4 separate regions of the Sus scrofa genome follow, and all the other regions are linked to region 2. Evidence: chromatin contacts called from public Hi-C and HiChIP or PLAC-seq data. All regions are on one chromosome and are shown on one strand. The core of a region is the stretch at or near the end of the contact, and the rest is flanking DNA. Distances in the headings are between cores, read along the strand shown.

The links. Hi-C and Micro-C count contacts between places; a contact is called where the count stands out from the background. HiChIP or PLAC-seq counts read pairs in DNA pulled down with a chosen protein or histone mark.
Region 1: a contact with region 2 is called in a Hi-C map of liver, with 6 times the contacts expected there. The contact joins two enhancer-like sites. A contact is called at or near these places in 4 of 47 Hi-C or Micro-C datasets (embryonic fibroblasts, liver and skeletal muscle) and 2 of 2 datasets of contacts at active chromatin or transcription factors (alveolar macrophages and skeletal muscle).
Region 3: an H3K27ac HiChIP or PLAC-seq map of alveolar macrophages shows a contact between it and region 2. The contact joins two enhancer-like sites. A contact is called at or near these places in 1 of 5 promoter capture datasets (liver), 29 of 47 Hi-C or Micro-C datasets (adipocytes, adipose tissue, alveolar macrophages and 18 more) and 2 of 2 datasets of contacts at active chromatin or transcription factors (alveolar macrophages and skeletal muscle).
Region 4: a contact with region 2 is called in an H3K27ac HiChIP or PLAC-seq map of alveolar macrophages. The contact joins two enhancer-like sites. A contact is called at or near these places in 2 of 2 datasets of contacts at active chromatin or transcription factors (alveolar macrophages and skeletal muscle).

Annotation. Positions count from the first base shown.
Region 1 is chr15:103,936,534-103,943,319 of Sscrofa11.1, reverse strand. All of the region lies in intron 2 of SPATS2L (spermatogenesis associated serine rich 2 like), which reads right to left. Among named protein-coding and RNA genes, the nearest start is that of SPATS2L, 60 kb to the right of the region's middle. Within about 2 kb of position 3,574, at least 3 of the 83 cell types and tissues checked have an H3K27ac peak or open chromatin away from gene starts, as enhancers often do. A contact at or near this core is called in liver, where this site is marked.
Region 2 is chr15:103,594,476-103,601,252 of Sscrofa11.1, reverse strand. No RefSeq gene overlaps it. Among named protein-coding and RNA genes, the nearest start is that of MAIP1, 19 kb to the right of the region's middle. Within about 2 kb of position 2,337, at least 17 of the 83 cell types and tissues checked have an H3K27ac peak or open chromatin away from gene starts, as enhancers often do. A contact at or near this core is called in alveolar macrophages, liver and retroperitoneal adipose tissue, where this site is marked.
Region 3 is chr15:104,064,616-104,071,201 of Sscrofa11.1, reverse strand. KCTD18 (BTB/POZ domain-containing protein KCTD18) reads left to right here. Exons shown (of 7, transcript XM_003133574.5): 7 at 1-994. Among named protein-coding and RNA genes, the nearest start is that of KCTD18, 31 kb to the left of the region's middle. Within about 2 kb of position 1,966, at least 9 of the 83 cell types and tissues checked have an H3K27ac peak or open chromatin away from gene starts, as enhancers often do. A contact at or near this core is called in alveolar macrophages and retroperitoneal adipose tissue, where this site is marked.
Region 4 is chr15:103,991,390-103,997,975 of Sscrofa11.1, reverse strand. It overlaps SPATS2L (spermatogenesis associated serine rich 2 like), which reads right to left. Exons shown (of 13, transcript NM_001177916.1): 4 at 3,177-3,285. Among named protein-coding and RNA genes, the nearest start is that of KCTD18, 100 kb to the left of the region's middle. Within about 2 kb of position 3,800, at least 2 of the 83 cell types and tissues checked have an H3K27ac peak or open chromatin away from gene starts, as enhancers often do. A contact at or near this core is called in alveolar macrophages, where this site is marked.

The sequences.
Region 1 (6,786 bases), core at 2,325-4,824, 340 kb before region 2:
CTCTATTTAAAATTTCCCTCCCATAGTCTGAGTGGGTACGTCATCTGTTCCCTGGTTATCACAAAAGCTTGTCATGGCCACAATCTTCCAAGTGCTTGGCACACAGCAGACACCCAATAAATATTTGCTGAATAAACAGATACACATTCTTTCCACTTCTATTTCACCAACCAGCATCTTCTTGGTTAAAACATTTTTTTTTTTTAGGGTTGCACCCAAGGCATATGGGAGTTCCCAGGCTATCTGAGCCGCGTCTGTGACCTACACCACAGCTCACAGCAATTCCAGATCCTTAACCCACTCACTGAGTGAGGCCAGGGATCGAACCTGTTTCCTCATGGATGCTAGTCAGATTTGTTTCTGCTGAGCCACGACGGGAACTCCTTCTTGGTTAAAATTTGATCCAAAAAATAGAAGTTTCCTTCATTTCCTTTGGCTTTCTCGAGATGAAATGTCCATTAGGTCAACTGGTATCTGAGATTTGCCTTCACTTCCACATGAATAAGACTTCTAGCAAATGCCCAAAGCGCTCAAATGTCTCCTCACGCCTACTACCTACGTTTGTGCCATCGTCGAATGCTACATCAGAAGAAAATTACACCAACGCTTCATACGGTGGGTTTGCCTAAGTTCATTTACTCACTTAAAACTATTGATTGAGCACCTACTATGTGCAAAGAACTGTTCTGGGGACTCTGTTTTTTTTTCTTCTTCTTTTTAACTTCTCCAGGTGTGTGTCCTTTCTTGGGTCTTTGGATATTCATGCTTCTGCCTTCCCAGAACATCTGGATTCCTGCTCCATGGCAACAAAACTTATTTTCCTTCTATTTCTTCTCTGTCAAAACCTGCCCATGACCAACCTTTTCTCGATGACACATTAGTAAAAACAGTTTTCTCTATCTTTCGATAATGAAAACTTTTCTTATTTTCCTATAATACTAGCTAACATATCGAATTAGGTATGGGAATTAAAGAATCAGAGCTACGAGACGAAGAACGACATTGTTTGTAAACTGCATCCCTTACCACCCACTGCAAGAATCATTGGCCTTAATGATGGAAATAATTAAAATTTTAAAAGAATATAGGCAAATCTATAATAGTCATCCATAAGGGGAGTGATTTCAGGATTTGAACTTTATTTATCCACATACCCCATATTCAGCATAAAAATTGGAATTTACTTTCAATACTAGGACATGTAAATACAAGCATTACATCTTTAATTTCTTTAAAATACCTTTTGTAAAGTAATTTTAGTGATCTATAATCAAAGGCAAAAGCTGTCCCCTCCAGTGAACCATCACAATTTATTTTCCATATGAAACAAAACTATACGCTTATTTTCTTGAAAAGTACAGATTTTTTTCACCGAGGTTTCTGTACCAAGTATTTGAGTCATTAAATCATTTTCACTGGGTGTGATCTGAGCTTAGAGCAACTTGTCAGTAGAGAAACAGCAACTCCATTTTTCTTTGGTGTTTTCCTGATGTGCTGCTAACAGACTGTGCTCTGTCTACACAAGGTCATGGCCACCTGACCTGGAAGTGGGCTTTGCTGAGTCAGGAGGTCAGAGATCATCATGGATTGCTGAATAAACAACAACACATAATGAAAGTAATGGCGAGTGAGGGAAAGAACCCTAATGGTAATGAGAGGGCGAGCTAAGCCAAATACAGTTTTATCCAAAGATAAAAGAAATTCTGCACTGGGCAAGAAAATTTTCAGCGAAGAACAGAGAATAAAATTCACTAGTAGTGAGTGTACTTAGAATACTGATGATATTGCTGTTTTAACCCATCAGGTATATCATTTCAATAATATTGAGCAAGTCTGAAGACTTTGAAAAAATTCGAAAAAATTTCAGTCTGTTTTCAAGTCTTGGGTTGGTTACAATTACCAGGAAACAGAAAGCAAATTTTAGGAAAAATTTATTGCACCTATAGCATCCCAATAAATTACTACTTCTGATTATTACATATAATAATGAAATATCTAGATATGTTTAATTAAGTAGCAAGAGGTACTGGAGACATGGTAAGAATCTGATTCCCATGACAGTAAGTGTTAGGAATATAGAAGGAAGCAACCTCCAAAATACATAAGTTCAGATGCAAACTTGTAGTTTGACATGGATTCCCTCATCAGAGATAATGCAGACATCATGCACGAGCTACTGCAATGACTTACACATGATATTCATACTCCTACTACGAGCATGTTAAGAGATCTCCTCTTTTCCTTTTTTTTTTTTTTTTGTTGTTGTTGTCATCTTTTAGGGCTGCACCTGCAGCACATGGAAGTTCCTAGGCTAGGGGTCGAACTGGAGCTGTAGCTGCCACCTTATGTCACAGCAACTCAGGATCCAACCGTTTTTGCAACCTACACCACAGCTCACGGCAACGCCAGATCTTTAACCCAGTGAGTGAGGCCAATGTCCTCGCAGTTCCCATCATGGCTCAGTGGTTAGCAAACCCGACTAGCATTCATGAGGATGCGGGTTTGATCCCTGGCCTCCCTCAGTGCATTAAGCATCCGGTGTTGTTGTGAGCTTGGTGTAGGTCACAGATGTGGCTCGGATCCCACATTGCTATGGCTTTGGTATAGGCTGGCAGCTACACTTCCAATTGGACCCCTAGCCTGGGAACCTCCATATGCTGTGGGTGCGTCCATTAAAGACAAAAAGACAAAAACAAAACAAACAAACAAACAAAAAAACACCCTTGTTCTCATGGATACCAGTCAGGTACATGATTACCCCTGAGCCGTAATGGGAACTCCCTCTTCTTTCCTTTTATTTTCGTATCATATATTCCACACTATTAATGTACAGTACTATGTCCATTGCTAAGTCAAGTTCATGAATAATCAGCAAATTAAATTTTTTCTTCTTATTTGATACTGCTATTCTCGTATAATGGTTTATTTAATTAGCTTCACTTGAAATTCTTAGTAGGGCAAAAGATTTCATTAAGTCCCTCTAGGTAAAAACGGATGGACCTAAGAACAAAACCTTGGACATAAATAGAATTCATCATCTTCTCAGGCTTAAAAGACTCCTTTTGGATATGCCTGTCAGTGTAAATGAAGAGAGTATCCTGCAGAAAAAGAAACCCTTGCATTAAAGACAGAAATATCAACACGAGAACAGTTTTGAACCTATCGACCATTAATGTGTATAAGTGGATGAAGTGAAATAATCAATCCATGTTCAAGAAATGACTTCCATGGCAATGCTCCCAACTTATCATTTGTAAAATACGACAGTTAATTTATGGTTTCCGGATGGCTAAGGAATGGCATTAGAATCCCAATATGTTCCTGTTTGGAAAGAATTTCATATCTCAGTGAAATTTCTCCTTTTATAAATGATGAAATGGAGCCCCTAAGTATATAAGAAACTTGTCAAAAGTCACACCCTAGAAAGTGGCAAGGTTGGGACTTCAACACAGATCTTCCATTCTCTGTTCATCCAAGCAAATTTTACTGAGCACTTTCTATGTACATAGGCCTGTGCCACGTCCTAGGTAGAGGAGTAATAGTGAATGAAACATGGACCCTGGCCGAGAACTTTGATTCTGGTGAGGGTGACGAGACAAGTAAACAGGACACAAGTCAACACAAGCTATTAGAGAGGAGGTGCAAGGTTTTATTAGATCACTTTGACTCAGCAGTGGAGGATGGGAGCAAATGGCTGAGATTAGGAGGATCAAGGGAAGCCTCCAGATGGATGAGAGCTCTAAGCTGGGCCCTGAATTAGCCAGATGAATGGGGTACAGTGAAGAGGAAAGAAAGAGGAAGGATATGACCTCAGCAGAGGGACCAGATACACCAGAGCCCAGATGCAAAAGAGATTCGGGGCTGACCGGGATATTCAGTGTTCCTAGAACTGAATGAAGAGAGGAGAGATGATGATGCAAGAGAGAGAAAGTGATTTAAGTGATGGAGCCTCAGTTTTATCCTGCGAGGAGCAAGGTGTCTCTGCAGGGTCACGAGTAAGGGACTGAAGTAGCTGGGTGCATAGTTTAGGAAGGACTCAGGGGCAGTGGGGGATCAGATTGGCATGAAGGGCAAGGGAAGTCTGTGAACCCTTGATTTTGCAACATGGATGTCCTGGTCCTTAGAAAGAAGAAACGCCCTGATAAAAAAGACATAAACTTTGGTTGATCCATCATCCGTAGTAAAACTCGGTTATCCGACGTCCATCACTGTAGAGCCTGAGCATCTTTGAGCTCATGGAAAAAGGCCAATGTATGGACCTTGAAGGCTAAAAACTAGGCTTTGAAACATGGCCTCAGTGTAAAGGTCCTGCTGAGCAGGTCCCCACATGGCAGTCACAGCACTGTCCCAGCCAAACCGGCTCCAGCTGCCACCCTCTCTGAGCCCCAGGTCTCAGCTGGAACTGCGGGTCATCATACCTGTTCATCTATTTCACAGTAATATGGTGAAGACACTTCTCCATCTCAGCAGAAAGTGAGAGTAAGAATAGCTCTTTTACAGGGATGCTGTGAGGATTCGAAGATAACATCCGTAAACATGTAGCTTTAGCGCTTAAGTAGTAGGAACAATTCCATTGGCTCCTTTTACTGTGATTATGCAAAAACTGTCCTCTGTGAAAATAACTGCATCAACAAAGAGAGAAAAACCCGTGGACTTCTCTTCATTCACACCAGGCTCCACCCAACGGACTTAATGAAGCAAGACAGCGAATGTTCCATTGTGAAGATTCTCATTTTCAGCGGGATTTTCTTTCTTTCTTTTCTTTCTTTTTTTCTTTTTTTGTCTTTTTGCCTTTTCTAGGGCTGCTTCCCCCGGCATATGGAGGTTCCCAGGCTAAGGGTCTAATCAGAGCTGTTGCTGCCGGCCTACCCCACAGCCACAGCAATGCCAGATCCAAGCCACTTCTGCGACCTACCCCTCAGCTCACGGCACTGCTGGATCCTTAACCCACTGAGCAAGGCCAGGGACCGAACCCGCAGCCTCATGGTTCCTAGTCGGATTCATTAACCACTGCGCCACAACGGGAACTCTGGGATTTTCTTGGTCATAAAAAAGGAGGAGAATGTACCCCCCAACACACACACACACACAGCCCTTAAGTTAAAAAAAGGACATGGTGCACCTGGATTCATGCTTCCCAGCCCACTCAGGTTCTCACTGGAATGCCCCTCTGGAATGGCAGCCCATTAGGGCTCCCCCTCCGTCACCAGGGTGCTGGGCATCTGGTCCTTCTCTCCTCCCTGTTACTGCCAAGACTTCCCTTCTCCCCAGAGCCCACCAGGGCTTTAGGCTATTCTTCAGACAGGGCAGAAGAGGGGAGGAGGATGGGGGGAGAACAGCTTTGGGGAAGGACCTAAGGGTTGGTGGTACCTGGAAGGCACTGAAAGGAACATCCCACCATAGAAATAGAAAATCAATACATGATGAATCCAAGGAGATATCGACAAAGTCCCCTGAAAGTGACAAGGCCAGGTGAAGGCTTGAGTGTTGTCACTGATACAATCAGAGGAAGAAGTCTCTCAGCAACCCCTATACGGGCAAGGGCACTCAGGGTGCCAGCCTTGCCCGCCTGAGCATCGCCAAGGTCAGGGTATGTCGCACTTTGTTCCCAATGCAAAGTACGGCTTACAAAAACCTGTGCTGTCCATCATTCTATTCTCCTCATTGAACAGGAGAGGAAACTGAATGTATTCATTTTCTACTGCAGCTGGAACAAATGAGCACCAACGCGGCAGCTTCAAACAACACACATTTATCATCTTATGGGTCTGCGGCTCCACAGGAGGATCTATTTCCTTGCTTTTTCCAGATTCTGGAGTCTCCCCACATTCCGCAGCTCGTGTCCTCTCCCTCTGTCTGCGAAGCCACAACTCCCTCACACTCTTACTGATTTTTTTTTTACTCCCCAAGAACTATTTTTCACCCCAGGAGGGAAATACAGCCCCCGTTGAGAAGGCACAATCTATACAAACAAGAATAATAATACTGAAGTCGAACCTACTGTTTGTCTTCCATCCAAATCTCTCCAAGAGTCCTTCCTCTGTGGCGGGGCAGCCACACACTTTGGATGGGACGGATTCAAGGCTCAAGAGCTGACCCCCGAAAAAGTGGTGCAGGGAAGGTACACACTGGGCACTCAATAAATGAGCATATTTATTATTATTGTATTATGACTCCTCCAGCAGGCCATGGAAATGTTAAGATCTGTCTACTGAATAAATGATCAGCTGAGAAACACATTTTAAATGCAATTTTTTAACATTCCCCATATACTTAAATTAATCCAATACTTAGGTAGAGCTATACATTTATTTTTTGCTCCTACTTAAAATAATGGATGTCCCTGATCTAATTCCGCCTTGGTTTTTATTACTTTTCTCGATAACAAAAGCCAGAAAAAAAAAAAAAATCAGATGTTGCTCCTAGCAGTTTAAATGGATAAAAATCAGTGTGACTGTCAAAATCCAGGTGGGTCTTGTCAGGTTGAGATGAAAACCAGAGTTACATTCGAAAAAGATGAATGTGGACACTAACAGGAAAAAGCGCCTGGCTAATCAAGTAAACAAATATGACATGCAAGTCCCAGATGGAGTATGTACAGCACTGTAATCAGGAAAGGGTCTTTTCACTGTTATTTTCCTGGCACTTTCTTGAAATAATGCAGGTCTTGCAATGAGGTGGTAGCAGTAGTACAATTTTAACCATTGTTTACAAAAGCTTAAAAATCTTAACATTTTCATTCACTGGCATTTAAAAATTTTTATTCATGTTTTTCATTACAGGGCC
Region 2 (6,777 bases), core at 1,088-3,587:
TAAATAAAATAAAATTAAATTGCATTAAAATATATAAGACCACCAAGCAAACTAATGATATCAAAAGACAGTAACTAAAATACCAACGACAAAACTATGAATTTGTGATATGGTGCATAAGCATTTCTTTCTTAGTGGATTAAATCACAAGATCTAGCAACAGGTCCTACAGCTACTGTCGTTTTGAAGCAATGAAGGATATAAATGATTCTTCAAGATCTCTGCAGCAACTGTAGTGGGCTTGACAAATATCCGTGATTTGTTGCCTACATTCACAATTGAAGAAAGTCCTAAATTTCAGTTAGAGGTTAGTGAAAATATACATAATTTTTTTCCCTCGTCCAAGTTCACAGGACTATATTCCTAGAGATGGTTGTCCCCCACATTTAGAGCCCTTATTCTGAGCAAACTTTTCAAAAGTACCCAATTTTTGGTGGGGCTCTGCCAGCAAGCCCGAGCACCAACTCAGTTATATTAGCAAAGGCGGCCCCCTCCTGGCCAAAATGCACATGGCACTCATCCGAAAACATTTAATTGGCCGTGTTAGAAAACAATAGGTCAGGCAATTAATTCACTGACTCACATCAAGAAATGGAGCGCGGACGGCTACTTGTCAGCCAGGCCCCGGGGTATCTAATCAGTACAGATTTAAAAGCCCCATTTGGCTTAATGAGAAAGTGCTGATGGTCTGTGCGATTGGTCATTAGCAGAGGAGGAGATGCCAGACTAGATGGCTGTTTCTAAGGGGACGGCTTTCTCCTCTCCCGGTCAACGGCAGTAAACCCTGCAGATTGTTTAAAGGTTAGATTTCCCCATGGGCTTGTCTGACTGGGGTCTTTAAAACCTGCTTGGAGCTTGGATTCAAGGGCAAAGGAAGGAGAGGAGATATGAATTCAGGACTTGGTATGTGCCAGAAACCAGACTAAGTATTCAGGTACGCCGTTGCAGTCCGTTCCCAAAACAGCTCTGCATGAAGTTCTTATCGTCTTTAGTTACTGAGGTAACTGAGGCTTGGAGAGGAAAGTTGTCCCTTGCCTGTGGTCACAGAATGAATGGCTGGGTGGGTTAGGGGGATGGGTAGCCCACCTGATGCCCAGTTTCTGCCACCAGAGGCAATGAGATTCCCACATCAGGGTCCACTAGTGTTAACGCAGAGTTCTGGAGCCTGTCATGGGCTTCCAGTGGCTGGCTTCCCACTTACTAATGGCGTGAACTTAGGTTTAGCCATCAATCTGTGCCTCAGTTTCCCTATCTGGAAAAGGAGGATAACAATAATACGTATTGTTAGGGTTGTTGTAAAAATTAACTGTTAAACCCCTTGAACGGTGCCCAAAGTCTGTAGACATTCAACAGAATACAGCTATTATTACTCTGAGACAATATTGCCTCCTGAATACCAAACCTTCAACACCCTAAACCAGCGTTCCTCAAGGACAGGTGATTTCGTTCCCTGTGGGAAATTTGGTTATGTCTACAGATATTTTTGGCTGTCATAGCTAGAGAAGCCAGCAATATTGTTAAAAATTCTACAGTTCTGGGACAGCCCCTACATCAAAGAATTATGTGACCTCAAATGTTAATAGTGCCAAGGCTGAGAAACTCAGCCCTTAGACCGAACATTAGTGAGGTGGAGGATATTTTGCTATATACGATGAAGAGCTACGTAGACACTGAAAGCCCCCATCCTAGTGGAGGGATGCCAGGCAATAAAAGCATAAATAAACTGGAAACTATTAGGTGACAGTAAAGGCTGTGATAAAAATAGAGCAGTGTGGCAGATACAGAGTGATGGGTTAGGCACTTTAGAGTGGATGAGCAGAACGTTTCCTCACTGGAGGGGCATTTAAACTGGACCTGAATGGCGAAAAGTGACCAGCCATTGAAGATCTGAGCAAGGAGGCTGGCTGGCAAAGGAACAGTTCCTGTGAAGGTGTCAAGGCAGGGACAGCCTTGATGGGACTAAGAAACAGAAAGGATGGGAAGACAGACAGTAGAGGTGGGGAGGGAGATAGGGATGCAAATAAAATCCCAATAAGGCCCCACAGACAGCTTACTTTGGGCAGCCCTACTTCCTGGTGTACTCCCTGGGAAAAAATATTGCCTCTAAGTACTTGACAATAACCAAAATATATGATTTGTTCTGTGAAATACATTTTAAGTTGGTTTTAATATCATTGCTTCCTTTAGGAAGCAATAATAGTGCGTCTCTTCCTTAGAAATGAATTAGTTAGCAAGGTCAGTTAATGGATCTGCTTACTTCCGGTTTCAGATAAACCACATTATGTCTTCCTGTAGCATGGGGGTTATTCAAATGCAGTGCCATAAAACGGAAGTTTAAAAGGAAGGAGACCAGAACACAGCTCCATTTTGCTCTCTGTTGGAGCCTTTCAGCTGCCCTGAGTACAATGCAATATTGCAACACGTATTTCAAGAATCAATAAAGCCAGGAGGTGGGGAAGAGGGCAGTAGTGTACCAGCCTTGCCCGTGGCTACTCTGCACTCACGTCAGAGGCCAAGGAAAGGCCCATAAAAGGAATCGATAATCTAATTCTTCCTCCGTTTCTGCTGGATTTCTCACAGAAACCTGAGCCAGAGTTGTAATTTATCGAGCCAGTAAACAAAGTAAAATTTGATAGATGTCTACCAGACTGATGGGTTTATGAAATGGAAGGGGGCAGTCAGGAGGAGGATTCTATTTTTGAAGATGGGATAAACTGTATCCAGGGTCTTCCAGGCTGGAATGTGTGTGAGGTAAACAACAGAAAGCCAACCCTCAGAGGTCTGGACACACTGTTTGGTGCATCCTTAAACAGCTCTGGATTCCAAGTCTTCTCTGGGTGCTCTATTACAGTTAGTTTTAAAAAGTTTGTCAGGCGATGTTTGGGATTATTACCAGACCCCAGTTAGAAAGCACACGGGCTCTCTAAAAGCTCTCTCTCAGTTAGTGAAGCTGACAAAGCTAGACTGGCAGCTATTTCCCAGAGTCAGCACTGGTTCATGACTCAAGTAACTCAATCAGGACAAATTGTGAATTGTCTCCTGCTCTTCCTTAACCTTAGGACCCCAAGTTTTGTTCAGGGCAATAAATTGTACCCAGTTAAAAGACTATGTTTATATTTCCCAGCACCACTAAAGCTGTTTGTAGCCACATAATTAACTCCCAGCCAATGAAATTAAACAGAAGTGTTTTGTGTGACCTCTCAGAAAGCTTCTTAAAAGACAGATGATGTATAAACTTTCTCATTCTTTCCTTGCCTCATTCTGCTGCCTGGAATATGAATATGATGGCTGGACCTTTACCAGCCATTTTGTGCTATGAGAACAGCTTCATACCCTACGGAAGGAAGGCAGTGATGACTAGAGAGAGGCTGGATCTCCAAGGACTTTGTGGTGGTAGCATACAAACCTAACCTAAAGTATCCTATCTCTGGACTTGTGTTATGTGTAAGAGAATCAACTGCTTCTATATTACTTAAATCATGATTTTTAAGTTTTTGTTTAAGAAAGCCAAAACTAATCCTGAATGGTACACCAATATTTGCATAATCTGCCCACATTGAGAGATGATTTATCAAGACTAAGAACTCTCATAAAGTCTCATGTTATCTAGGTTTCTTAAAATTATTATTTCAAAATAATAATATTTTACAATAAGACTGACACTATATTAGGTTTTAGCTGACCAATTTTGACTTCATAAGGGCCCCCTATTAATCTAAGGGGTGTTTGAATGCACCTCGGCAGATCTCATCAAGTGAAAAGAATGGGATTCAGATGACCTGAAAAAAAGGGGACCTTTTTCTCTTAAAACTGGTTTAAGACATCTGGAATCATTGGTATACAGAAACAGAGACCCTCATCATCAGGCTGCTACATACAGCAGCATATCAATAATTCTCAGCTAATACCGTGTCACTAACACAGAAAGTCCTCTTTGCCTTGAGCCTCCTGATCGTCTGATGCAATGGTGTGCACTGACTGGCCCTACAGTGGCCATTCCTGGGGTTAAAACAAGAGAAGTAGCTCCTTGCAGCATGTGGTCATCATCACTGTGGCTCACCAAGTGCTTCTCACTCCCCACCTTCCAGCCACCTGACAGAGTTGTCCTTCCTGGATCTCAGTGGTTGAGGGGGGCTATGTTCTGGCCAGTGAACTGTATCACTTCCCAGTTTGGCATGTACGGCTCCCGTGAGACCCTTCAGAATTGTATCTTTCCTTTGCCATTGTATCAGGTAGTGGCTGTCCACCAGCTGAGTCCAGGAAGGCAAGGGATGCCACTACCAAGCAGGGTCCCCAAAGGTCTTTTATTGAACATATAGTGTGGGCTAGAAATACGTCTCTTTTGCTTCAATCCTGTGGGATTTCAAGGTTGTTACTGCAGCATAATCTATCTATTCTCCTGACTGGTGCACTACGCCATCCAGAAAAAAACCTTCTGAGGAGGCAGTAATCACAGAGGAACCGAATGATGTAATCTGTGGTTCCAGGAATCAGAGGACATGTGGGTAAAATTCCCTCTGATCTGACTCATCCATTTAATCCTTTTAACAGCAAGAAATTCAGTTCAAAACTCTTCTTTGTTGTTGTTGAGAAGTTGTCTATAACATATCTATCTACAAAAATCTGTCAGTAAACAAAGCAGTCCTCCCGTTTTTCAGTGACCTCAGACTCTGTCAAACTTACTGTGATCCCACATTTACATTCCATACACCACTGGCTCCACCGTGTGGTGTTCAGAATAAATAACATTTATCATAGGACTATAAAAGCAAGGTCACGTATTCAATAACACCCTTTATGCCTTGAAGGGGGCCTGCACATCATAAAAAAAAGAAAAGAAAAGAAAAATCCTATCCAACTTGTGAGGGCATTCAATCAAAAGGGAGAGGGAAAATATTTCTGTCATGTGATCTAGGAAACACAACAGTTCTGAGACTCACTCATGACTTTGTTTATTCAACTAATATTTACTGAGTTCTGCTCTGTTTCGTTTATTGTCCTGCACCCTGGGGATACAGCAATGAACAAGATAGAGTTCCTGCCTTAGTTAGAAAGACAGACAATAGAACAAAACAACAAAATGATATTTACTACAATGTTGGATGTGATAAGTGCTATAAACCAAAATGAATCTGGGTTAGGATACAGAGAGTGATAGGAAGGGGTCTTTTAAATAAGGTTGACAGAAATAGGGGCAAGCAGTCCACATTTAGCTCCCCTAAAGTTGCTTTAGATTCATGACACAGCATATCAAATACATATAAATACAAACATTTGCTTGAGACATAAAAGATTAAAATGCTTCATGATGCTCAAATCTTGGTTTCTAAACCTTATCCTGTCTTAGTTCGTTCAGGCTGCTATAACAAAAATGCCACAGACTGGGTGGCTTAAACAACAGTTATTTCTCACAGGTTTGAAGGCTGCAAAGTCTAAAATCAAGGTGTTACAGATTCAAGGGCTGTTGAGAGCTACTTTCTGGTTTGTAGATGGCCATCATCTCACTGCATCCTCCCAGGTAGCAGGGGGCTCTCTGGGGCCTCTTCTAGGAGGACACTAATCACAATTAGGAGGGCTGCACCTCCAAGACTTAATCCCTCCCAAAGGCCTTACCTCCTAATAACATCACGCTGGAGGTGAAGATTTCAACATGAATTTGGGAGGGACACAAATATTCAGGATGTAGCAATTGCCCTGAGACTAAATCTTGATTTCTTGGAGAAACCGCTGGTTTTTCAAGTCTGAGGCAGGAAATGGACAAGAAGATCTGAGGACATATTGTTGTGCCAGGAAACACAGAAGCATTCAGAGACCGACAGCAGGGTCAGGATAGTCTTTAATCTGAAACAGCAGATTATAGGGGCTCCCACTGGCAAATTGGGGGCCATTTAAGCACCAAGAAGAGTAACTGTAATTGCTATTACATTGGATGATTTAAAGTCATGAGTTTGTGCTCTTTCGTAGAATGCCAACAAAAGATATTATAGCATTAGAGAACCACTTTGCAAATTATACTGGAATACCGATTGATGCAAGGATTATTTTATCTTAATTTCCCATTGCTGATGTAACAAAGTACTGCAAACTCAGTGGCCTAAAACAACATAGATTCATCATTTTACAATTCCAGAGGTCAGAAGTTTAAAATGGGTCAGCATGGCTCTGTTCCTTCTGCAGACTCTAAGGGAAAATCCATTTCTGCCTTTTTTGGTTTCTAGATGCTGTTTCTGGATGCTATCTACAGTCTTGGCTCTCATGGCCCAACATCACTACAACCTCTACTTTCATGATAGCATCTCCTTCTCTCTGACTCTGACCCTTCTGCCTCCCTTTTAGAAGGATCCTTGGGATAACACTGGGCCCACCCAGAAAATCAAGGATAATTTCCCCATCACAAGACCCTTAAGCACACATACAAAGTGCCATTTTGCCGTGTAAGACAATATTCACATGTTCCAGGGCTAAGGATGTAGACATCACCAGGGGCCTTATTCGGCCTAACTTGTGTGGGTGTGTGTGTGTGGGTGTGTGTGTGTGCATGTACACAGATCACTTAAAAGATATTCTTGAATCTAATCAAGCCTTTAGCCCTAACTTCCAGCTTACAGAAATGATACCACAGTAAAATAATCAAATAAATTCGGATATGGGACATGCTGTCTGCTACCCTAGACTCCTCAAAATGGAAATGTCATAAAAAGAATGGAGGATATCCTAAAAATGTTTAAAAGATTTAAGAGACATGGTAAGCAAATGCAATGTGTGAACCTTGATTGA
Region 3 (6,586 bases), core at 717-3,216, 470 kb before region 2:
ATAGGTTATCTATTTCTACTTTCGCAGTTGCTTTCTTGTCTAGTTAATGTATGAAATTATTAAACCAATTTTGGATAGCTATCCAAATACCAGCAACTTTCTAAAATAAGTGGCTAGAAAAAGTGAATATTTAACTAAAGATTTATGAATGATATTCCCCTATAGAATATATAAAATATTCAGTCACCTTGAAAAATACTGTCATAAAGAATCCAGGACCTCTCCAGTGAGTTTTGAAAACTTCCATTTAGGATATTATTAGTATTGTTTGATCTACGACCTTTTTTTTTTTTTTTTTCTTTTTGCCTTTTCTAGGGCCGCTCCCGTGGCATATGGAGGTTCCCAGGGTAGGGGTCAAATTGGTGCTGTAGCCACTGGCTTATGCCAGAGCCACAGCAATGCAGGATCTGAGATGCATCTGCAACCTGCACCACAGCTTGTGGCAACACCAGATCCCTTAACCCACTGAGCAAGGCCAGGGATCGAACCTCCAACCTCATGGTTCCTAGTCGGATTCGTTAACCACAGAGCCACGACGGAAACTCCAACGACATTTTGAATTGCTGATTCATATGAGAACATATTATACTAATAGACATGTATTTTACACATAATAAACATATATCTGGAAAGGAAATATTTTGAAGATTAATCATGGATGATTCAGTCAACAGCTTGCATTTCTTTTGCACCAAGTAGTTTAAGGGACATCTATAGAGCACATTTGGCCTTTATGAGAAGAGTTTTGGGAGTAACTACGGGGCCTTGGTGCAGCTGAGGTGGAAAGGGACAAACCATCTCTTAGGGGTATCAGGAGTCAAAATCAAATTCAGAATGTTCCAGTAACCTGAACATTACTTTATTTGGGTGTGGTTCCCTCGGGGTTAGGTTCATACATTTTGCCTCATACCAGACTCTGTAAGCATTAAAGAGTTGGTAACTCATCATAACCCATTGCTCTTCCTGGAAAAATAAAAAATTTTTCAAAGGAAAATGTGCTTTATAAATAGTGATTCAGTATCCTTACTTTGGAAAAGTAGGTTTGTGTGGTTGTTGGGTCAGAGGACACAATGGAAATTCTGAGTGATGAGTGGGATATATATGTATTGCTCACATAAAAAATAGAATTGACTCTATCCTTGCAGGGAATCTGTGTTGAAAACTGCTTTGCCCTGATTAAACCTGGTTATTTATATGGTAGTGAGCCTGAGGCTGGCAGTAGGGATCTACCGAGGACTTCGTTTCATTTGTATTTTTCAATAACAAATTTTTGTTCCAGTATTGCCTTAAGTTATAGTTTATAAAGTATTGTCATCTATTTTATTTCAATGTGCTGATTTTGCATTTTAGTTTCAGAACAACGTAATGAAGGCAGTCTTTTCCAATCCTTTAAAGATCAAGAAAATGAGGTTCAGCAAAGTTAAGGCTGTGCATAAAGACCCCTCTACACACACACATTTTAGCCATATAATCTGATTTCCATAGAGTGACGCAGCATCACTGACCAAAGGAAAAGCTAGAAGGAGGAAGTAGATGTAAAAGTGTGAATTTGTTTAATATTTAAAGTTTTTGAGCAGGAAGGTATTATGGTATTAGATTACGTGTCTGTCTTCTGCTAGACAGGGACTCTGTCGCCTGGTACACAGTAGGCCTCCAGTAAATTGCTGACAGGGCCAACCCCTTGTCCCCCCAATTATTTTATAAAATGGATCTGGTTGCAGTCTTCAAGGGGTGCAGAAACTGATTTCTGACCTTGCAGGATTTATCCTGTTAGAACAAAGGAGTTGCTGGTGAAAGTTCTTTAATTCGGTCATTATTGCTAATGACCACAATTACCATTAGTAATGACCGTAACAGTTATATAACTTGTCAGGTTGTTTAGAGTAATTCAGAGACTGTGGATCATGAAACCCCAGAGAGGTCAGACACACTGCCTGACTTCTGAGAAAGGGGAAAGGCAGTCTCTTCTTGCATTACTGCTCCTGCTAGAATTGCTGATGCAATTTCCTTTTCATTCACAGACTGAATCCCATTGCTTCCTTAGCGAGTGCTCACATTGAGAAAATGGTTGATTCACTTCCCAGTCCATGGTTAAATACCATATAATTATTATCCAACTACACTTTGATTTCTAAAGAAGGAATTCATGTACAAGCATATTTGGCTGTCCCTGAGAAACTGTTTATAGAAAAATTTTATTTAAATAACATTTTGTTTTGTTTTGTTTTGGTATTTTCTGTTTTTGTTTGGTTTTGTTTCAGCCTCGGCCAGGGTGTGTGGAAGTTCCCCAGCCAGGGATGGAGCCTGTGCCACAGGAGTGACCCAAGCCATTACAGTGACAATGCTAGATAATGCTAGATCTTTAACCTGCTGCACCATGAGAGAATTTCCTCAAATAGTATTTTGAATGTGCACAAAGACTGTGGTAATAAATTGTTTCATAAAGGGGAATGTGCCAACATTTCTATGAATATGAGGTGCCTTATAAAGGATTGCCTTAGTTATTACGCCTGCAATCCCTTTGAATAGCTTTAATCTACATTAAGTGAGGATGGGGAAGCAGAAAGAACGCACTTAGTAAAATGAAAGGAAACGGCTTCTACTCCAGCAAATGGAAAGTATTTTTAAATGAGTTACATATGTGTATTCCTAAGCTAACCAGGAACTTTTTAATTATGGAAACTACTGTCATTTCCCAAATGCTGAAGACTGTCAACAAGTTGCTGATTCCTCAGCCAGTGAAGAGTGAATGAGTGATTCTATGTTTTTTTTTGGGTTTTTGTTTTTGTTTTTTGTTTTTTTTTGCTTTTTAGGGCCACACCTGTGGCATACAGAGGTTCCAGGCTAGGAGTCGAATCAGAGCTACAGCTGCCGGCCTACACCAGAGCCATAGCAACGCCAGATCCGAGCTGCGTCTGCAACCTACACCACATCTCACGGCAACACCGGATCCTTAACCCACCGTGTGAAGCCAGAGATCGAACTGGAAAACTCATGGTTTCTGCTGTGCAACGTTGGGAACTCCAAGTGATTCTTTGTTGAGGGCTGCCTGTTTCAATCAGATGAAATCAAATGCAGGATTTCAAGCCTGTTGTACAGCCAGAAAAGGAAACATCATGAATTAACTAACAGGGAAAAAAAATGTGGTTTCCAGCTGTTTTTAGAATTTCATATTCAGGGAATTTGGTTGGTGGTGCAGCCTCAGAGAGACCATTTTCACGTAGAGCCCTGTCAGCCTCATGAGCTTTGCATGGTGCACATTGTTACAGAAAAGCTAATCTTTCTTTGTTCACATGTGTTGCCTCAGACAGCCCATACACATTTCATATTCGCTAGCTAGACACGAGCTGAGGTAGGCTGGAGCTAAGACAAACAGAATTTTACAGTAACTGTCAGTCAATACTCTGTCCTACTTGTTTATTTAACAACTTTTCATTTTATAACATGGCTTCTCACACTTTCCCTTCTTTTACCCGAAAGCCCTCTACACCTTAGTAAAGTTTCGCTCAGCGACAGAGATGAATTTGGGGACCTGAAACGGAGAAGAGAAACTTGTTTTAAACAGAGAGCACTTTATAGAAAGAAAAGGTTAGCATGTTTGCTAAAGTTGGAAAAAGACGGATATTGCTGCCTTCTGAGAAGATTCTTGAATATTTGGAGCTTCTGCTTCAATCGCAGCTCTTTCAAGAACTTATCCCTTAATTTCTTGGAAAATGTGAGAGTGCAGCTTCTATGTAGATGACATGAAAGCCCGAGGGCGTCAGAAATTGTATTATTTAGACCCCAGCTGTGGGCCGGACGGTCTGGATTTGGTAATGGAGCCTGGACCAACCAGGAACTCAGCAGAGCTGGAGGAACAGGGCAGCCTGTCCTTGCTCATCCACTGTTTGTTTTCTTCCTCCAAATCCCTCGGACCCTCAAGGTCAGGGTTTTTCAACCGTGACACAGTTGACATTTTGGACTGGATAATTCTTTATTGTGCACAACTGTACTGTGCACGGCGGCATGTTGAGCCGCATCCCTGCCCCAGTTGTGACAATCAAAATGTCTCCAGACTTTTCCAAATGCCTCTTGGGGGTGGGGGGAGGTGACACAAAATCAATTACCCCTATTTGAGAACCATTGCTTTAGCCGGGTGGCTTAACCTGAGCAAAATACTTGTAACTGCCTCTCCTAATTGGGGGGTGTGGATGAGGAAGAGAACATTTTAGCTGTCAGTCATAGGCAGGAGTGGAGCCCTGGGAATTGAGAGAGAGGATGATACTAAAGGAAGTATGGCTCAGGCTTGCCAATTAAAAACTCCTAGTCTATCTCCCTTAGATTTCTGGTTTTGGTTGCCACTCTAACCAAGCAACTATCGAATAAAAACCAAGATGTATTCTTCTAAGCCCTTTATATATTAACATTATTATTATTATTTGTCTTGTTGTCTTTTTAGGGCCATACCCGCAGCATATGGAGGTTCCCAGGCTAGGGGTCCAATTGGAGCTACAGCTGCCGGCCGACACCACAGCCACGGCAATGCAGGATCCGAGCCATGTCTGCTACGGACGCCACAGCTCATGGCAATGCTGGATCTTTAACCTACTGAGCAAGGCTAGGGATCGAACCCATGTCCTCATGGATGCTAGTCGGGTTCATTAACTGCTGAGCCATGACGGGAACTCCTCATATTAACTTATTTAATACACCAACCCTAGGATGTTGGTGGATTATTATTATCACCATTTTATTTTTTTATTTTTATTTTTTGTCTTTTTGCCTTTTCTAGGGCTGCTCCCATGGCATATGGAGGTACCCAGGCTAGGGGTCGAATCGGAGCTGTAGCTGCCGGCCTACACCACAGCCACAGCAATGCAGGATCCGAGCCTCGTCTGCAACCTACACCACAGCTCACAGCAATGCCAGATCCTCAACCCACTGAGCAAGGCCAGGGATCGAACCCACAACCTCATAGTTCCCAGTCGGATTCGTTAACCACTGAGCCATGATGGAACTCCTATTATCCCCATTTTATAGGTGGGGAAACTGAAGCACGGAGGGGTTTGGTAAGCTCCCCAGCATCCAGTATAAGGCAGAGGCAGGAGCCACATGCATGTCATCTTCCTCGAGTCCAGGCCCTTAAACCCTGTTTTAGACCCCTTGTCATAGGAGCTTGCCACTCCCCAGACAAGAGCTAGATAGGACATAGAGGTGTCTGTGTGCTACAGAGCTATGATTTATTTGTCAAACACTTTTCTTTTTTTTTTTTTTTTTTTTTTTTTTTGCTTTTTAGGGCCACACCCAAAGTATATGGAAGCTCTCAAGCTAGGGGTTGAATCTGAGCTATGGCTGCTGGCCACAGTCACGGCCACAGCAACACGGGATCCAAGCCGCATCTGTGACCTACACACACCACAGCTCATGGCAGTGCTGGGTCCTAGACCCACTGAGCGAGGCTAGGGATTGAACCCCTATCCTCATGGATACTAGTTGGATTCATTTCCACTGCACCCCAGCAGGCAGTCCATATGTGTCAAATACTCTTAAAGGGCTTTCTAAGGATATCAACTCTTTGCCTCCTGGTTCCAAACCTGCTCTTCACTGCCCTGCTTGTGATGCTGGAGCTGGACCCCATGAATGCTTCCCTTTAGCTGACCGGCTTTGACACTGGAGGGTCAGGGCAGGAGGAGCACATGCCCCTCTGTTCTTGCTCCTGCAGCAGGTGCCTGGTTGGGGGTGTGGGACCCCCACAGGCCCAAGTTACACCAGTAGCAGCAGCTTCCAGTCCTGTGGGTCTCCCTGCTGACTCGCCAGATTACTGGACAGCACTCCTGCTGGAAGCTTCCTGCCAAATTCTGCTGGCGCCCCAGCAGGAGTCCCAAGGAGTTCAGTGTCACCCCTGCTGGTGGAACCTCCATGGCTTGGTCTCCATGGGTTGACCTCCCCATTCCTTGGGGAAAGCTCCCCAGTGCCCTGAGTGGGCTTCTTGCTGGCTAGCACCTCAGTGAGCTTTTTGGCCTCTAGTGCCACAGCCATCCCCTCCCCAGCAGGGTCAGAACCTCAGCCTTGGGGGACAGGGATGGGCAGGGGTGGGAGGCTCTCCCAAACTTGTTCTTTCTTCTGCCTCAAGCTCTAGTATAACCATCCCATTATCTGCTATTCTGTTTTCCTCAATTACTAATCCCTTGTTATTATTGCTTCTTATATACATTGCATTTCTCTCTGTGTAAACTTCCTCATATAAATTTATGAAGTGTCCCCATTCACATTACTCTGTGGTTACTGTCTCCATACAAAGTGCCAGGCATTATTCCAAAATACTTTGCAAATATTAACTTATTCAACCCTTGGAGACAAACATGGTTACTGGTCCCATTTACCCACGGACGTATTGAGGTGTTGAGAAACGCACCCAGGTTTACCCAGCCAGGAGGTGGCGGGGCTCAGGTGTGAATGCAGGCAGTCTGCAAGGGTTGGAACTTAGCTGCTCTGCTCTCTTCTCATCTTCTCTAGGCTTGACTTACTGCAGTATTTTGAACAAGCCATTTAGACTCCGGAATTTTCTAGACGTATTAGAGTTGGTCATTCTTTCATGTCTGCCCTC
Region 4 (6,586 bases), core at 2,551-5,050, 400 kb before region 2:
TCAATGTGTATTCACATAATAAAACACTATGCAAAATTCATCTCTGTCTTTCCACCTTGGTAGTGATTTTTTTCCCCGGCTTTTTCATTTGTTTTGCTACCTCCTACCTTAATAAAAATGCCAGTTTCGTTTTTTATTTCCAGAGTTTCATTTAATTCACTGCATGATCTTGGTTTTATCAAAGTATTAAGCCCCACTACATGAAGCTTACTTTTTTTTTAATCATTATGTTGTCTTAGAGAAAATGAAATATATCTTGAGAATTTTCTGATAGCTTCATTGCCATAGGTAGAATTAAAATTGTTCTACTTGATATATGAGTCAAAATACCTACAATCTTCCAGGCCAAACATGGGATTTAGAATATTATTAACCATGTGAATCCTAACAGTTTGGCCACTCCTGTTCATTTTCTGCCTCTACTCATCATGCTCACAGCCTGCAAGGCGATAAAGGAGGACCGATGATCTGAGGGTAGTTTTGCCCTCATTACTGTGGTTAGGGATGGGATGCAGTCTTTGGAGGTTCCACTTTGAAACAAAAGAAGCTCATCCGATAAGTTGAGTCCTAGGTTCTGTCAATGCCATTCCCGGGCATACGTGGGATCCCACAGACTCAGAGAAAGGCCTGACCCGATTAAGCTAGAAAATATTTGAAAAGAGATGCCTACCCATCCATCAGGTACAATAAGTGTCTACTAAGCAGTCTAAGTGCTTCCCTCCTTCCAACTGCACTGGGGGTAATTTCAACCATAAGTTAATGGGTAATGAGTAGATCGGTTGTGCTCATTTAAGTAGGTACTTCTAAAAGAGGAGCTCATAAATGTATTCTTTTAACAATTTTAAGCATTCTCGTACAATCTCATTACACTAATAGTTCTCTACAATGAGTGTGTTGGCCAAACAAAGATAAACTTCGGGCTGGTCTTTATAAGAAACTTCAAATTAGTAGGGCCCCAATTACTGGGTCTACTGTCACTGTTAGATAAGCAGAAGGCCATATTGCTTTGACTAATGTTTAGAAAGCCTAATTATTCCCATCCATTCAGAGTTTCCAATTCAGCGCCCCTCTTAGGCTTTTTGAGTTACATGTACTTAAAATAGTAAGACTGCACTTAAAATAAGCTGTAATTCAGACTTTTTATTAACTGGGCCAGTCTTTCTCTAATTTGCGCAGAGAATTAACGTTTCACAGTTCTTTTCTTTTGAAGAACTGTAGGAATTCATTTTCACTAGTTTTCTTGATAAGTCACACCAGTGGCTAATCATCATTAGGGTAGTTCTTATAGCTCGACCTCAGTTTTCCAAATAAAATGAAACTTTAAAAAGTGTTAAATATTGTTCTTTTTAATTAGAGAAAGGAGGTGAGTTGCTTTCTGCTTTTGATTGCAATATTCAATTATTCCTCTAATTTTCATAGTTTGATATAGATTCTATTTGCAATTTGGGTGCGTTTTTAGAGAGGAATTCTGGAGAAGAAATAAATACTTATGTTTACAGACAATTTTGAAACTGTTATTATTAAATTTTAATTATACTGAAACTGCTTGGAGTTTTTTAAGCCACTCAGAGAGGGTGCTTCTCATGTGCCTTGTAAATGATTCCTAACAAATATTTCTGATTTTCAGTGATTTTGAGATACGTTTTCCCATTGGTCCCCATCCAAAGTGATATGAAGTTTCTCAGCAATCAATGAGTTTTTAAAAATGAGACCTCAATACTGACAAGCTGAAAATTTCACGAAGGACAAACATGGGGCTCTATTTAAATACGAATGGGTTTGATGACAGCCCATCAGTTCTGAGCATCTGTGCATCTCATCAGGGTCACTTTGTAATAAAAACTTTCATGATGGAGAAGGTGGGGGCCTCAGTCCAAGTCAGGGTGGGGAAGCATGAGAATAATAGCTTTTTTCCTGTCCTAAAGCTTTTTCCCATGTGAGTGATGCTGACAAGTGAAACCTGAAAAGAGAGTTTATCTGAGGCAGGATGTGCACGTTTGCCCCAATTTTCTTCTGGAGACAAACTGCACCAAATGCTGCAAAGTCAGATTAATATCACATTCTCTGTATGTGTTTATTATGAGTAAAGAGTATCTATCTGCTAGTGTACAAAGCAGGAAAAACAGTTATGCACTGTGGCTCGGTTTGCAGGTCTATTTTGAATGATAGTCATTTTTTAAATTCAATCAGGGCCCTAAACCTTGACTGCAGATATCAGAGGGTGAGGTGGTGCCTGGTGCCAAGACCTTGCCTGAAATTCAATTATACTATATGCAGAAAGAAACTTAGGGAGATTCTTCTCCTCCTAGGACAGTAAGCAAATCAAATGTCCTCAACAAATAAAGCACAACTCGGATAAAAGTGAGAAATGTGCTGATAGATTTTTGAACTTTCGGTCAGATTATGTTTAGCTAGTCCATGTTTACAGAAGAGAAGTTTTGGTGATGGTAGGAAAGAAGACATACGACATACGATAACTAAGGACAAATATGAGATCTCTGTTCATAAATAGAACTTGCTTTATTTGATTAGGAGAGAAGAATTTCCCATAATTTACAGGCAATGTAAAGAAATGGGTTAAGCAGTTACAGCGCCAATACATTCCTGAGACTTCAGGTTCTATAACATCCCGGGCAATGGGCTGTATAAAAAAAGATTTTTTTTTTTTTTAAGACAGTGAAAAGGTTCCAGAGGTAGATAAGATGAAGTGAGTTCAGGCAACCTCAAAATCATCACAAGCTAAGGATATCAAAGATTAAACTAGTCCTCTCAGACTACATAAGCATCAAGTTCAGGGATTCCAGCCACAAGGCCAAGTAGAACTATGCTAGTTAAAGAGGTGAAATGGCTTTCCAGATCAGGAATTAGCCTCCATTAACAAGGCCACCATCAAGTAAAGGACACGGTTAATAATGAACTGAACTGATGGAGAGACAATGGAATTAGCAGGTATCCTTTGGAAACTATCTACAGTCTTTTTTTTTTTTCCTTCAGTGAGGAAGAACTTCCAAATTCTGCTCTTCATATGTAGATGTGTTTTTAAATGCCCAGCATATGTTTATGAAAATTAAGCATTAATGAATAATTAGTATTCAATTCATTCAAGGCAAAAAAATATAGACTAGACAGAATATTTAGTTCTAACAGCTTTAGGTTCAGAGAACGTCTATACTTACCATCCACGAAGGCCTGCACTGCTTTATCTACATTAAAGTCAAACTGTTGTAGCACCAGGACTATTTCATTATTGCTTTTGTTGGGAACAACTGATCGAACTGCATAGATCTGGAAAGGAAAGGCAAAGAAAAAGAAAGGTAAGCATTTTGAATATAATTCATCCATGACTCTCTCACTGGCTAGAGTAATAACGTCAGAAAGGCCTTAAAAAACCACCTAGTCAATCTTGGAGCCATCAAGCACACTCTAGGCATTTCAGACCGGTAAAAATTCATCCTGGTAATCACCTTGATAGCCTCTTTATTTGAGTACACATTTCTACAAAGATGTCCTTGTTAGGACTGGAGTAGCAAGTGTGAAAAGCCAACTCTGGTTTTGCAATCTACTCCCTCTTCTCCCCAAATCCCTGCCTCCCACCCCCAAGACTCCAGATGCATACAAGATGTGTTTTCAGTGAGGACACAGATAGTTTTCTGTCTCAGGCTCTCTTCTCCATTGGCTCAGGAGGTATTTTTGGAAACTTGACAGAAATAGCCTCATGCCTCAGCTTCTCTTATATGCACAGTGGAGACAGTCATACTGAGGTTCCCAGAAGTATGTTGTGAAACTCCATCAATGTTTATAGAGACAGAAGAAGGTGGGACATTGTAATTTTGAAATAGCAATCTTAGCTATTGTGAGCGGAAGTCTGGCACTTGCCATCGGCCTCTCTGTGGAGTCAAACATGAGCCACTGTAGCAACAAACCTGCAGCACCACCCCGAGTGGAGCTCAGGGTGGAAACCAGGAGTGAGGCACTCTGTGCTCTGGGAAAACTGAAAAAACAGGCCTTCAGATAGTCAGATATTTTTATTTTTACTTTTATTTTTTTGTCTTTTTGGCATTTCTTGGGCCTCTCCCACAGCATATGAAGGTTCCCAGGCTCGGGGTCCAATCGGAGCTGTAGCCGCCAGCCTACACCACAGCCACAGTGATGCGGCATCTGAGCCTCGTCTGCAACCTACACCACAGCTCACAGCAACGCAGATCCTTAACCCACTGAGCAAGGCCAGGGATTGAACCCTCAACCTCATGGTTCCTAGTCAGATTTGTTTCCTCTACGCCACGACGGGAACTCCAGGTCAGATATTTTTAGAGGAAGATCTTCTGTGCCCAATTCTTGCATCTCCTCATGCCTAGAAAAACACTAAAATCCTTCATGGTAATGTCTGCTCCTTGTGACTGGTGGTAACCTTCAGGAGAGCAGCAACAAACTTTTGTAAAATGAGTGTGTGCTGCATGCACCTCCCCCGCCCCCCATCACATCCAGATATTCCCCCTTTTCCTCTTTGGGTGGTATTTCAGCCCTGGCTGTAGTTAAGGATAAAGGATGTCACAGTCATCTGTAAATGCAGTTACCTCCAATGGTGAAAGCAGGTGAGTCCTGCAGGCTATGAAAACTCAGGATGCTGGCCCTGATAGCTGATGTGCATATCAAAGGAATGATTTCCCAGACCTCTTTTGTTCCAGCTACCTGTCCTTTGCTGCAAAGACTCCTATATAACCTAGCTCCTCCCGCACAGCCTCAGAGTGGCTTCTTCTTTTTTTTTTTTTTTTTTGTCTTTGGTCTTTTGTCTTTTTAGGGCCGCACCTGCAGCATATGGAGGCTCCCTGGCTAGGGGTCTAATCGAAGCTGTAGCCACCGGTCTACACCAGAGCCACAGCAACGCCAGATCTGAGCCGCGTCTGCGACCTACACCACCGCTCATGGCAACGCCGGGTCCTTAACCCACTGAGTGAGGCCAGGGATCAAACCTGCAACTTCGTGGTTCCTAGTTGGATTCGTTAACCACTGAGCCACGACGGGAACTCCCAGAGTGGCTTCTTAAGGCTACCTGAGATGCTTCTCGAGTCCTTATTTCACCCCAAATAAAACTTAACTCTCATCTTTCAGGTTGTGGATTTTTTTTAGTCGACACCATCATCTAGAACATGTTCCTAAACACACTTCTGAAAATCAAACATTTAAAACAGAAGAAGTGGAGTTGCCCTCGTGGTTCAGCAGAAATGAATCTGACTAGCATCCATGAGGATGCAGATTTGATCCCTGGCCTTGCTCATTGGGGTTAAGGATCCAAGAGGTGCCTTGAGTTGTGGTGTAGGTGGCAGACACGGCTCAGATCTGGCGTTGCTGTGACTCCGGCCTAGGCTGGCAGCTGTATCTCAGATTCGACCCCTAGCCTGGGAACCACCATATACCGTGGGTCTGGCCCTAAAAAGACAATAAATAAATAAATAAATAAATAAATAAATAAATAAAACCGTAGAAGTAAATATATACGAGAGCCAAGGATTTCAATTGATTAAGCTGATATTCAATTTTTAATGACCTACAGGTATTTCTTAATCGAATTTTGCACATATTCTTTCTTCTTGCCTAATATAATTCACTGACCTTTATCTCACAGATCTTGCAACTACTATAGGATGTCCTATCCACATTAGCAAAACCTGGCACACCCAGCTGTCCCTTGAGGGGATTACTGCAGCCACTACTGACAAATATGAGCGTGCGACAGGGTGCCCAGGTGAGCAGCATCCACGAGGCTCATCACAAAAGCAATGTACGATCCTGACATGTTTTCATCAACCGTTACATTATGACCAGTTGAGTTTTAGAGTTACATGCAATTTACTGTAATCAGATTCATGGATTATGGACTATATATGCATGATAATGTGTAATGTGATTCTACTGTTCAGAATCCCCCATTAAGCTTATAGCCTATTTCCTAATTGTTTTAGAAAGTAAGCAGCCTACTCCATATGGATCTCTATATAAGAGTATTTAGATTATAATGAGAAAGCAGTGCAAGATACGAGTTTATAATTTTTAGAGCGTCTGACATTGTAGCAAGCCGGCTTACAATCTTGACATTCATAAATGCTAACTCTGTGGGTTTTATCAAAGATTCTAATACAATAGACATATGTAGTTGTATATACGTGACTCAGGAGTCTTTCCATTTTTTTCTAGTTTCACATTTTATGATTCTTAGTCTTTCTAGCCTCTATATTAAAAAATATCATTAACTTTGTCAAATCTAAGTTCTTTTTCACTTTTTCTCTTGCTCTCTTTAAAAATCCTTTCAGTGAATATTTTTTTGAATGCCTATTGTGACAAGGCACCAAGCTTCTTACAGATAAGAACCTAGAGGGGGATGCACATATGAGAAATGATCATACACATAAATATATTCTTATATGTTGTGACAAATACAAGAGGGAAGAGATGGATGGGAAAGGCTCTTCGGAGTTTCTATTGTGGCTCAGTGGGTTAAGAACCTAACATGGTGTCTATGAGGATGGAGGTTCGATCCCTGGCCTTGCTCAGTGAGTTAAGGATCCAGCATTGCCGCCAGCTGTGGCAT